4 separate regions of the Mus musculus genome follow, and all the other regions are linked to region 4. The links are chromatin contacts, called in public promoter capture Hi-C maps. All regions are on one chromosome and are shown on one strand. Each heading gives the region's core, a stretch centred on a gene start, on an enhancer-like site or on the middle of the called end of the contact. The rest is flanking DNA. Distances are from core to core; before and after follow the strand shown. Region 1 has its middle 13 kb from the start of Fxyd3. Region 2 holds the start of Fxyd5 (FXYD domain-containing ion transport regulator 5). Region 3 holds the start of Alkbh6 (alkB homolog 6). Region 4 holds the start of Dmkn (dermokine).

Region 1 (2,700 bases), core at 81-2,580, 330 kb before region 4:
ATGCACACTGGGGGCGTGGCACAGTGGTAGAGTCCCTGCCTAGAATCCCCAAGTGAGGGCCTGGGGGCGTGGCTCAGTGGTAGAATGCTTGCCTAACATGTGTCTTAGTTTAATCCTTAGTGTCTCTGTTTCTCTATTTCTCTGTCTCTCTCTGTCTCTCTGTCTCTCTGTCTCTCTCTCTCTCACACACACACACACACACAATGTAATAAAATTTAAAATAATTTTAAAAGATTAGGCATCGTAGTGGATATGTGGCAATGGTTGGTGAGGGTCATCGAACCCTCAGAGACCCTCCCCTAAGCTGTCAGTCACCCTCACCCCTGCCCTGCTGCTGCTGATGTTAGAGAAGAGGTAGAAATACACGCTGTGGGGCTGCCCTGGTGTCCTTCTGGGTTGATGTTAGCCAGCCCTAGAAAGCCTGACAGCCCCAGAACTTAGTTATTTGTCTACCTTGTGGTAAGACACTAGGACCAAAGCAACTTATGAAAAAAAATGTTTAATCCATGACCCACAGTTCCAGGTTAGAGTTCTTGACCATCATGGTGGGAAGCGTGGCAGCGGGCAGGTAGGCAGGCAGGCATGGCACTGGAGCAGAAGGTGAGAGCTTACATCCTGATCCAAAAGTAGGAAGCAGAGAGAGCTAACTGGAAAAGGCATGGTGTGTTTTTCTTTTCTTTTTTGAGATTTATTTTATTTTTATGTGGTGTGTGTGTGTGTGTGTGTGTGTGTGTGTGTGTGTGTGTGTGTGTGCATATGAGTGCAGTGCCTAAAATGGTCAAAAGAGGGCATTGGATCCATTGGAGTTAAAGTTGCAGGCAGTCATTCACCGCCCAACTTGGGTGTTGGGAACAAATTCTGGTTCTTTGCAAAAAGCAATGCATGCTCTTAACTGCGGAGTTATCTTTCCAGCCCCTTCCTTTCCTTTGAGTCTCACTGCATGGCATAAGCATGCGCCATCACAATTGGGGGGGGGGTGGCAAGATACTAGGGATGAGATCTGAGACCTTGTGGGCAACTAGGCCAGCAAGAGCTTTACCACGGAACTACGCTCCCAACCAAAAGCTTTCTTGACAAGATTTCTGTTTCCTTCCTAACACACATAAGCAAAGCCAGTCTAAAGAAGGCAGGGTCACAGCCCAAAGGCTCTAGGGGAGTGTGGTGGTTTGAACGAAAAGTCCCTAATTCTTGGGCATCGGAATGCTTGGTCCCCAGTTGACAGTTTGGGTAGATTTAGGAGAGGTGACCTTGCTGGAGGAAGTATGTCACTGTAGGGCAGGCTTTGAGGTTTCAAAAACCTTGCCCTGTTTCCTGTATGTGACCTGTTTCCTGTTTTCAGTGTGAGCAGTGAAATCTCAGTGGCTGCTATTCTGATCCCTGTTGTCACTCTGTCTGCAACATTAAGGGCCCTAACCCTTTAGAACCCAGAGGCCCAAATTAACCCTGTCTTCTACAAATTGCCTTGGTCATGGTGTTTTATCACAGCTTAGAAAGGTAACTAAGGCAGGGAGTGTCGGGCCTGTCCCAGGAGTCTGATAAGGGCACAGCCCTATCCTCTACATTCTATTGGTGGCTGTGGAGGGACGAATAGGTTTGGTCCCTATAAATTTATATATTTGAATGCTTGGCCATAGGGAGTGGCCTTGTTGGAGGAGGTGTGACCTGTCGTAGGAAGTGTGTCACTGTGGGGGGTGGGTTTAGAAGTCTCCTATGCTCAAGCTAATCCCAGTGTGGGACACAGTCTCCCTCTGCTGCCTGCAGATCATGGGGTAGAATGCTCAGCTACCCCTCCAGCACCTCGTCTGCCTGTGTGCTGCCATGCTTCCCGTCATGATGATAAGAGAATAAACCTCCATTTCCATCATAAACCAGCCCCAATTAAATGTTTTCCTTGATAAGATTTGTCTTGGTCCTGGTGTCTCTTCCCAGCAATAAAACCCTAACTAAGAGAGTGGCCTTGATATGTTCACCTCGGTGCCTTGAGGAGAGTGTTGCAGACTGACACTGGCTTTTTAGTCCTCTGTGACTATTGTCATGCCATATCTGCCATGAAATATGATACCTATGTTCATGCCCAGTTTTGCCTGGGTAGGGACATGGGAGATGCCCTCTGCTCCCATACGGGCTATCTCTATCATGTACATCTCCAATACCCCCAGCTTCACAAGCCAGTTGCTTGCACAGCCTAATCCTCTGAGCTCCACAATGGGGAGGATGTGTATCACTGCCTCCCTACCCAGGCTTGCCATTGAGCTGGCTGGTACATCGGTCCACACGGCAACCTGTATCTATGACCTCTGTGTGCATCCCACTGTTGGGGGTTGGTGTGCTGGTAGAGATTCTGGGCATGCCCAGTGGGGCCAGTGCACAGCCTCAGCATGCAGCCTAGGAGACACCTGACAGCTTGTGGCAAGCGGTACCTGCTCTGGATTCCACCATGCCTATTGTCTCCTTCTACCTGTCAGAGGGGTTGACACCTCTCATGGATGGGGGTGGGATTTCAGCCCTGGTTCCTTCAAGGGCTCCAACTGTACCATCGGCTGCCTTGGTGGCTCTGGATTGCTTCCCATCCTGTTGGCTCCTCCTTCAAACAAACTCTCCCAGAACATGCTTGGCAGAGCCTCAGTTTCTCCCCAGCAAGAGAAAGAGTCCTGAGGAACTCCAAACGTCAGTTCACTGTACCCGGGCTGTTTTGATTGG
Region 2 (2,732 bases), core at 154-2,653, 280 kb before region 4:
CTAAGGACTTTTGGGGAGTAAAAACTCTCTTCCTTTTACAGTGTCTTACTGTAGTTCTGGCTGTGCAAGAACTCACTGTGTGGCCCAGGCCAAGCTTACACTCAGAGTCATCCTCCTGCCTCAGCCTCCCAAGTGCTGGGGTTACAGGTGTGAACTATTGAGGTGGCTTCCCATTAAAATCTTATGACAGCCAGGTGGGAGCTGTGCATGCCTTTAGTCCTAGTAGGAGACAGAGGCAGGCAGGTCTACAGAGAGTCCCATGACAGCCAAGGCTACACAGAGTAACCCTGTCTCAATGGGAGAAAAAAAATAAACTTATGACAACGAGTAGTGCTTAAAGAACTAAGTATAAATGGGGGAGACTTCATGAGAAAACTACATCATGTTTCATATATTCTTAATGAGATTTAAGAACATCACGGGTATCTCTCTGTGGTGCTGGAGCAGGATGGAAGGAGGTGTTTGGTCCAGCCTTAGCTGGGCAGAAGAACAAAGGTAGCCTGTCCTGGAGGACACCTGCTAGATGCCTAGGTTGTCTGGAGCATATGTAGAAAAGAAGCCTGGAGTATAGCATGAGGTGGGGGCTCTTCCAAGGAGACTTTAAGCCTCCCAAAACACTCAGGTCAGCCTTGGGTGTCCACCACAGCTGGATTCCCTTTCTCCATTGCTTGAGATGGGGCAGACAGTAGCTATGAAGATTTCCCTGCAGTGACCAGATATCAGGAGTCAGGAAGACATGAGGATCCCCCAAGAGCTAAAGGGCAGCCATCCTTGGACTCTGATTCTTTCCCTCCTTAGGTCAGTAACTTGAGTTCTCTTCTGTTCCTAGCCCCTGGAGGTGGCGGTGTGTAGGATCCTCTGCAGATTTCCACTGCTGTCCCTGGCCAGAGTGCAGGAACCAGAGGACCCAGAGAAGGCGGTGGGGACCCAGCCTGGCGCCAGGGAGTGTGCCCCCAATCAGCCGCCAGACCCACCCCAAGGCCGGAGCCAATGCACCCCGCTCTCCCTCCCCAGGCCTTGGCAACAACGATCCTATTTGTACCCTAGACCCAGAGACTCAGGCCTCCAGCTCCTGGGATCCAGGAGTCCATCCCCAGTCCCCTGGGATCCTAGTGTCCCTCCCTCCTGCATCTCCTGGTCTCCTTCTCCAGGACCTTCCCAGCTTCCCCTCAGGGTCCACATCTTGAGCTTAATAAATGTGCATTCGTTTTTTCCCCCCGTTCTGTCTGTGTATTGTCGTCTGTGGGCACCAGAGGACTGGGTGGGAGGCTGAGTTGATTGTCCTTTTCCCCCCTCCCCACTCCCCCCTCCTTCTCTTCCTCCTCCTCCTCCCTCCAGGGTCTCCTCCCTCTCATTACATCCTTCCTTCCACACCTCACCCAAGGGTCTTCCCTTCTCTGCACCTTGCCCCCATCTGCGTCCCTCAGATCCTCGAGTGGAGGCCACCGCCTTCAGTCCCCCACCATCCTCCTCCTCCCCAGCTCCCACCCCTGCCTGTGGGGCCTGGAAACGAGAGAGGAAATGACTGGGACGCTCTGGTCCCCGCCTGCCTGCGTCCGCGCCCGCCCGTGGCCACACCCTCCACCCTGAGGCAGCTCCCACGCGGTACTCTGACACTTCAGTCTGGAGATCTCCGGCTCAGATGTAAGTCCCTCTTTTGCTCTATTGCTCTGGGCCACACACGCAGGTGGGAAGCTGCTTGGGAGGAGAAGAGAAGGATCTCGATGCCTCTCTGCCTCGTATTCACTCTGTGGGCACCTTTTCTGCCTCAGTCTCCCTAGAGCGCCTCCATTGCGGGCAGACAGGTCCCTCTATGATCTGCCCATCACGGGTGCTGGGCGCGGTGGTGCCTGCAGGGCAGCCGGACACCAGCTCACTTTTTCCTTTGAGAGCAGCCCTGCGTTAGTCACCCTTCCTGTTCCCCTCCTGGCCCCGCTGCTCTGGGCTCCTGCCCTCGAGGGAGCAGACACAGCGGGCCACTGGCTTCCTCCACTCAGGAACCATGGGTCGGGAGGATCAGTTCCAGCTTTAGGAGGAGGGAGCGGCATCTTTGCCTCAGGGGTGTCAGGAAGCCAGGCTCGCCTGATGCTTCTGGCTTTCTTTGGGGATCAGCTCCTGGAAGAAGGGGATGGTGGCCTGAGACGGAAAAAAAAATCTCTCCCCAAAGGCAGATACCAGAGGGTCCTTGAGACCAGACGCCTGCTCCAAAGAGGCTGCGAGGGGGTGGGAGGGTGCGGAGGGGCTATGCCTTACCTTTGCCTCAGCTTGTCCCACAGATGTCACTGTCCAGTCGCCTGTGTCTCCTCACTATTGTCGCCCTGATTCTGCCCAGCAGAGGTAAGACACCACCACCACCACCCCTCGCCCCAATCCAGCTCCAGGAGGCAGCTAGATGGGTGATTGCAAAGCTCAAATACTGGGTACCATCTTCTCACTCTACTCCCTCGCCAACCCCCACCGAGTGAGCGAGCACCAGGAAGTGGGATTGGCGAGGCAGGCTCTGGGTAGCACCCTCTTTGGACACTTTTGAGCTCGGGTGATCCAGAGGGTCTGACTGGAGCCTGTCCTGCTGAGCATCCTCCCTTTCACCTCTGAGAAGAACTTGCTGAGTTTGACTTGGCTGGGAGATTGGTGTCAGTTTTCTACTCGGCCGCCAGGAAACCCCAGGCTCCAGGCAAAGCAGAACTGATGGGTTTTCTGAGAATACAGTTGGGCAAAGGGGTCCAAGCTGG
Region 3 (2,700 bases), core at 188-2,687, 460 kb after region 4:
GAGGAAAGCAGCAGCCAAGAAGGACGGATGACCCCTCCCCCAATAAACGTTTATGTTTATGTCATGTGACCACAGAAACAAACACACATACACAAACACACACGCTAAAAATGAGCGAGAGAGAGAAAGAGGTACCTGTCGAAGCAAATATTCCTCTTCTTCCTTGGAGATGAAGTCAGGGACATAGTAGATTAGAGGTGGCGCCTATAAAATTAAGAACTACCGTTGGGACAGTGGTTCTCAACCTGTGGGTCGCGACCCCCTGCTGACCATCACGAAGTACAGACCTTTACATTATGATTCATAAAATAGTTATGAAGTAGCAACAAAGATAATTTTATAGTGGAGGGGAGAATCACCACAACATGAGGAACTATATTAAAGGGTCCCAGCGCTAGCAAGGTTAAGAACAGCTTTGCCCAACACAGGGATCCTATCGTGACTGGGCAACCTTTCCCTTTGGAGAGAGACTTGGGATGGCCTATGAAACTGCATATTGGAAGTGGGGCAGCCGGCTATACTCTGAGGAGAGCTGGGGCAGTCCAACCAAGAGACCCAGGAATGAGTCTGTCACTCCACCCACCTCACACCCATCGTTCCCACATTCCTCTACACCCCAGCCTTTTCAACCTGTTCCACCCTGAAAGGTTCCAGTGCTGGGACCCTGGCGTCCTGCTCCTCCATGGATACCAACTCCTTGTGCGCCGTCCTGTGGGGAGGAGGAAGTCACTAAGCCTCCTATCTTCAAGCTGTGACCAGCCTTCCTTCCAGCCCATTAGGGGCCAGACCCTACCCTCAGACTTCCTATAAACTCCAATCTTCAACGCTGGAGTCTTCAGTTTCTCAAAGCCACCCGAAGATCACTCCCCGTCCCGCGACCCCCATTTCCCAGCCCGGATATCAGCAGTCAGTAAAATCCTCCATCGCTCTGTCCACCGTTGCCCACCAAAGTATACGTGAATCTTCTTCCCAAGCATCACAGAGAACGCGCCCACACATGAAGCCTCTCTCGAATGCAATCGTAAGCACAGGTCCCTCCGAGCCTAAAGACCCTCCCTCCTCTCACCTCGGCTCCTTCACATCTCCCATTCTGAGCTTTCTCAGACTTGTCCACTCCCAGCTTCCTCTTATCTCCCCACTCAGAACCCACTTCAGCACCCTCAGATCTGAGCCAGATTGCCAAAGTTTCTTCCCCTGTAGAACCTCTCAGACCCTGAGTGTCAGGATTCCACACTGAGCCCCCTAGAGCTCTCACCCTGAGTCGCCTTAGACCTCCACATTCAGTCCTTTGGACACTCACTCCTACCGCTCCCCCCGTCCCCAAGACTCCCCTCTCTCCCCAAAATAAATCTGACCGTCTACAGCGTCTTCTCGGATATCCAGACTCAACGCGCGCATCCTCGCACGCCCCCCCTGCCACTTCCGCCAAGCATTACTGACGCAGGAAGGTTTAGACCACTGGGCATACTCAGAGAACCTAAGGGCCCGCCCTCCAGCCTATCCACGCTCTCACTCAGCATCCGCCATCCTCGCTCAGGCATAGGTTGTGTCCTAAACTCAGGCGGGACTTCGCCTGGTTCCTACCAATCAGTACTCCAGAACCTAACAGACCTGCGTGTCCTTGTGGACTCAGTTGAGACCCACAGCGAGGGCGACTGCAGGAAAGGAGCGTGAAGGGCTTAGCCTTCTGCAGGTCAAGTTGTAAGTCCTATGTCACTGACACAGGGACAGGACATTAAACAAACAAACAAACCTTCTGCCATTCTTACCCAGCAAGGGCACAGGGTCAATGCAGTAACCCCCCAGTGACCTGACACAAGAAGGCCATAGAAACGTCTTTATTGAAGAGGACAGGAGTCATGCTGATTTTAGGGACATGCAGTGAAGGGGCAGTCGTGAGCTGTCCTTGGTGGTCAGGGCCCCAGGTCTGCTCTGGACCTATGGGGCCCTCAGGTTCTCCCGCAGGCTGTTGGTCTGGCCCAGGAGCTGTGAAGTCCTTTGGGGCCAATGACTCAGATTTAGTGTCTTGGACCTGTGACCGGAAGGTAGATTGAAGTAGGGACTCCATGACTTGGGGTCCTGTTAGAGCCCTGGGGCCCTGCACATATTAGTAATCAGAGATTTGGGACTTGGGGGTTCCCTTGAAGCTGGGGCCCATGGAATTTGGAGGTTGAGAGATTAGATGATCCATGGACTAAGAGTATTAGAGTCCTCTATCCTTGTTCCAAAGATGGGACTTCCTGTTTGGGGTCTCCTGGTGCCTGGGAGTCAGGTTTGAGATGCCCTGAGAGCCTGGCAACAGGGTCCTTCCTCCCAGTCCTTAGGACCTTGTAGTTGGGGTTTCCTGAGGGCTTGGGATTGGGGTCTTAAGTTTGGGATTCCCTGGGGATTTGAAGATTCTGTTACTTGGGTAGGGAAGTCCTGGGAATTAGAAATTTGGGGTCTTCTAGAGATCGTGGGGCTTGGAGGGATGGGAAATTTGGGGACATATATAATATATATTCTCTCTGGAATTTGAACTCCCCAGAGTTCTAGAATGGGGCCTCCAAATTTGGGGATTTCCCCCCAAAGGGGGGAAGTTATCACTTTAAAAAATAGAGAATTTTCTGGGAGCCTTGGCCAGCACAGGGACTGTGGGCCATGTGGGGTGGGCTTCATACAAGGCACTGGGGGTTTCTCAGGGTACAGAGGGCAGGAAGA
Region 4 (2,700 bases), core at 175-2,674:
CCCCACCCTCACCCCCACCCTCAGAAAGCATTGTATCCCGCCTTCCCAGAGCCAAACCAGAGACAGCACTCCTCTTACCCCAGAGTTACTGAAGCTTTCATGGGAGCCAGAAGGTGGGGGGTTGGTACACTGTGGATGGAAGGGGATGTCATGAGGGACGAGATGTCAAAACGACCTCCACAGGCCAGGCTTCTCTTGCTGCCTGTGGCTTGGCTTTCTTGCCCCTTTCCAGTTCCCTCCCTCTTCCCTGGCTTGTGACCTCCACTCTCCCCCCCTTCCTCCTCCCCTTCTATTCATCCCTGCCACTGTGTCCCGTGCACACTTCTTCTTACCCCTGAGTTCTGGTTGTTGCCTCTCACTGTCCCGTAGCCAGGCTGAGCCACAGCTCCCTGCATGGAGGCAGAGACCAGAGACCGAGTTTAGGATCCAGAAATAAGGAGGGGTGGAGAGAACAGGGTTGAGGGATGGGTCTGGGTAGTGACTTTACCTGGGCATTGGTTTCATAGTTGAGTGGTCCGCCATTGCCACCCTGACCCACAGAGCCACCCAGAGAGTTAGTCCCATAGTTGCCTCCTGAGGCCCAGGGTGTCCCTTGAGGACCAGGATTGCCCTGGACTCCAGCACCACCTTGAGAGCCATATGCGCCATGACCTCCAGATGTCCCCTGCAAAGACAATACACCAGTCCTTAGTCTGACAACCATGAGAGAGGGAATCAGAACCATCAGGGAGAGAAGGAAGGGGGAGGGGGGACCATGCAGGAAAGAGAAGATTCATGACAACAATAGAAACTATCTCTTCACCCTCTGATCCATCTCCAGGTTCTTGACCCAGCCACCCCCACCCCCTGTCCGCACACCCGGCTTCCCAGCCACTCACCCAGGACCCAGCGTTGTGGACAGCATCTACCCCTTGGCGAATGATATCCTCAGCCTGTCTGCCAATCTCATTCCCAGCGTTCCCCAGAGATCTTGCTGCTTCCCCAAGCCGGTGCTCAAAAACATCGCCTCTGCTCCCCATCAATGTGGAGCCACCTTCCTCTCCGTGCCCCTGGCCTAGGGCATTCTGGATTCCAGAGCTGGCTGCTTCTTTAGCCCCTTGGCCCACAGCCTCTCCAATTCCATGGCTAATGGCATCTCCTGCTCCATGGGCAGCACTTGCCCCTGTGCCCTCCCCTCCACTGTGCAGCGGGTTAGCTGCCCCACCACCCAGACATAGGGCCAGCAGGAGGCAGGCCAGAGAGCCCTGTAGCTTCATCTCTGCCCAGCTCCCTCTCTCCTCTGAGGATGTCTGCAGCCCAGTCTATTTGTTCCCTTCTTTCTTCCTCTGGGCTGAGACCTTTTCCTTTCCTTCCTTGCTTCCTTATTCTCCTTCCCCAGGACCCACAGCCTTCTCTCTCTGTTCCCAGACTTCCCTGCTTTCCAGAGTCTTTCTTCTTGCCACTACCCCTTATACTGTAGGTTGGGAAAAGGTAACAGGGCTGGGCCGCTTAAGATCCCTCCTCCAGTGACTCAGGGCCTATCCACAGATAGGGTAATGAAGCTTAATTGTGAGCGAGAGCTTGTGTTGAAACAGAGAGAGCTCTCCGGAGCAGGCCATCGGGAGGGAGGGGAAAGAATAAGATGAGACGGATGCAAAAGTGTTCCAGTTGCCTAACCTCAGGAATTTGGGGCACAGGGTGGGGACAGGAGCATCTAAGGAGATAGGTGTTGTTGTCTTTTGGAGGCGGCAGGGTGGGGGTACTTAGGAAGCAGGGCTCACAAACAGGTGAGACCCCAAGGGTATAAAGAGAGCAAAGCCACAGGATAGAGGACCCATCCCGGGTAAGCCAGCATGCACAGGGGCACGAAGACTGGAAAGAGGTGACCATTTCCAGCTCCCATCTTTCTCCTGGCATGCCTCTACCTGCAGGTGCCTGTCCTCTCACACATCCACAGTGCAGTCAGACACTGGGAATTCTAGGGCTGTGGTTAAGTTCTGAGGTTCTGGGTACCCTGGTGTTGAAGGAGTGGCATACCTCTGTTAGTGACAAGGAAGGGTTCAGGCACTGAGAGTTCAGGAGCCCAGGGTGCGGAGCAGGGGAATTGGGAGGGTCAGTCACCCCCAGGGCAAGAGTAGGCGGGAAGACCAGGGGAGGGAGAAGCTGACCTAGACACCCATCCTGTTTACCTGCATGGAAAGACATGTGTGCCTGTAAGAGCTCACAGCCACTGTACTGCTGCTTGCTCACTGCCCGAAGCCTTCCAGGGGCCAGGGCAGCCCTGGTGAGGAAAGAGGGATCAGTACAAAATATCTCTCTCTCTCTCTCTCTCTCTCTCTCTCTCTCTCTCTCTCTCTCTCTCTCTCACACACACACACACACACACACACACACACACACACACACACACACACACACACCGGTACTCGTGGCCCTCACCACTGGTCACAGTTCCAATGGGGAAACCCAAGCATCCTCCCCATATCTTGTCCCTGTTCGACAAGTGTGACTGCTTCTCTGTTCCCAGGAGCCCCAGGCCCTCCCACTTGGAACCGACTTGTAACACTGGGCTTCATCACCTAGTTAGGAGGGGCCAGTTTCCATCTACCTTTCTCAACGTCTCTCAGTCAGTCTCTCCCCACCCCAACACCCGCACCCCAACTTGTAACATCTAACACTTCTCTGCATATAAACACCATTCCTGACTGTCCCCCACTTCCA

What was found. Promoter capture Hi-C pulls out the DNA fragments that hold promoters and counts their contacts.
Region 1: a contact with region 4 is called in a promoter capture Hi-C map of hematopoietic stem and progenitor cells. The contact joins the enhancer-like site here to the promoter of Dmkn in region 4. A contact is called at or near these places in 16 of 39 promoter capture datasets (the C10 cell line, the HPC-7 cell line, HPC-7-derived erythroid cells and 11 more), 3 of 484 Hi-C or Micro-C datasets (bone marrow-derived macrophages and embryonic stem cells) and 3 of 9 other capture datasets (adipose tissue, liver and macrophages).
Region 2: a contact with region 4 is called in a promoter capture Hi-C map of liver. The contact joins the promoter of Fxyd5 here to the promoter of Dmkn in region 4. A contact is called at or near these places in 16 of 39 promoter capture datasets (the C10 cell line, the HPC-7 cell line, cranial neural crest and 10 more), 1 of 115 datasets of contacts at active chromatin or transcription factors (pro-B cells) and 3 of 9 other capture datasets (adipose tissue, embryonic stem cells and liver).
Region 3: a contact with region 4 is called in a promoter capture Hi-C map of embryonic stem cells. The contact joins the promoter of Alkbh6 here to the promoter of Dmkn in region 4. A contact is called at or near these places in 5 of 39 promoter capture datasets (the C10 cell line, cranial neural crest, embryonic stem cells and 2 more).

What each region holds. Positions count from the first base shown.
Region 1 is chr7:31,088,506-31,091,205 of GRCm38.p6, reverse strand. No RefSeq gene overlaps it. Among named protein-coding and RNA genes, the nearest start is that of Fxyd3, 13 kb to the right of the region's middle. Within about 2 kb of position 1,330, at least 99 of the 459 cell types and tissues checked have an H3K27ac peak or open chromatin away from gene starts, as enhancers often do. A contact at or near this core is called in the HPC-7 cell line, adipose tissue, bone marrow-derived macrophages and 2 more, where this site is marked.
Region 2 is chr7:31,041,002-31,043,733 of GRCm38.p6, reverse strand. Fxyd5 (FXYD domain-containing ion transport regulator 5) reads left to right here and starts at 1,403. Exons shown (of 9, transcript NM_008761.4): 1 at 1,403-1,644; 2 at 2,277-2,337. The coding sequence starts at 2,277. Fxyd7 (FXYD domain-containing ion transport regulator 7) reads left to right here. Exons shown (of 6, transcript NM_022007.1): 6 at 830-1,219. The coding sequence ends at 852. The region is part of intron 2 of Gm38984 (a long non-coding RNA gene); the gene reads right to left.
Region 3 is chr7:30,307,490-30,310,189 of GRCm38.p6, reverse strand. Alkbh6 (alkB homolog 6) reads right to left here and starts at 1,437. Exons shown (of 7, transcript NM_198027.3): 1 at 1,356-1,437; 2 at 631-709; 3 at 136-204. The coding sequence starts at 684. Clip3 (CAP-GLY domain containing linker protein 3) reads right to left here. Exons shown (of 14, transcript NM_001360763.1): 14 at 1,823-2,700.
Region 4 is chr7:30,762,480-30,765,179 of GRCm38.p6, reverse strand. It overlaps Dmkn (dermokine), which reads right to left and starts at 1,424. Exons shown (of 20, transcript NM_001166173.1): 1 at 879-1,424; 2 at 488-664; 3 at 333-389; 4 at 79-129. The coding sequence starts at 1,256.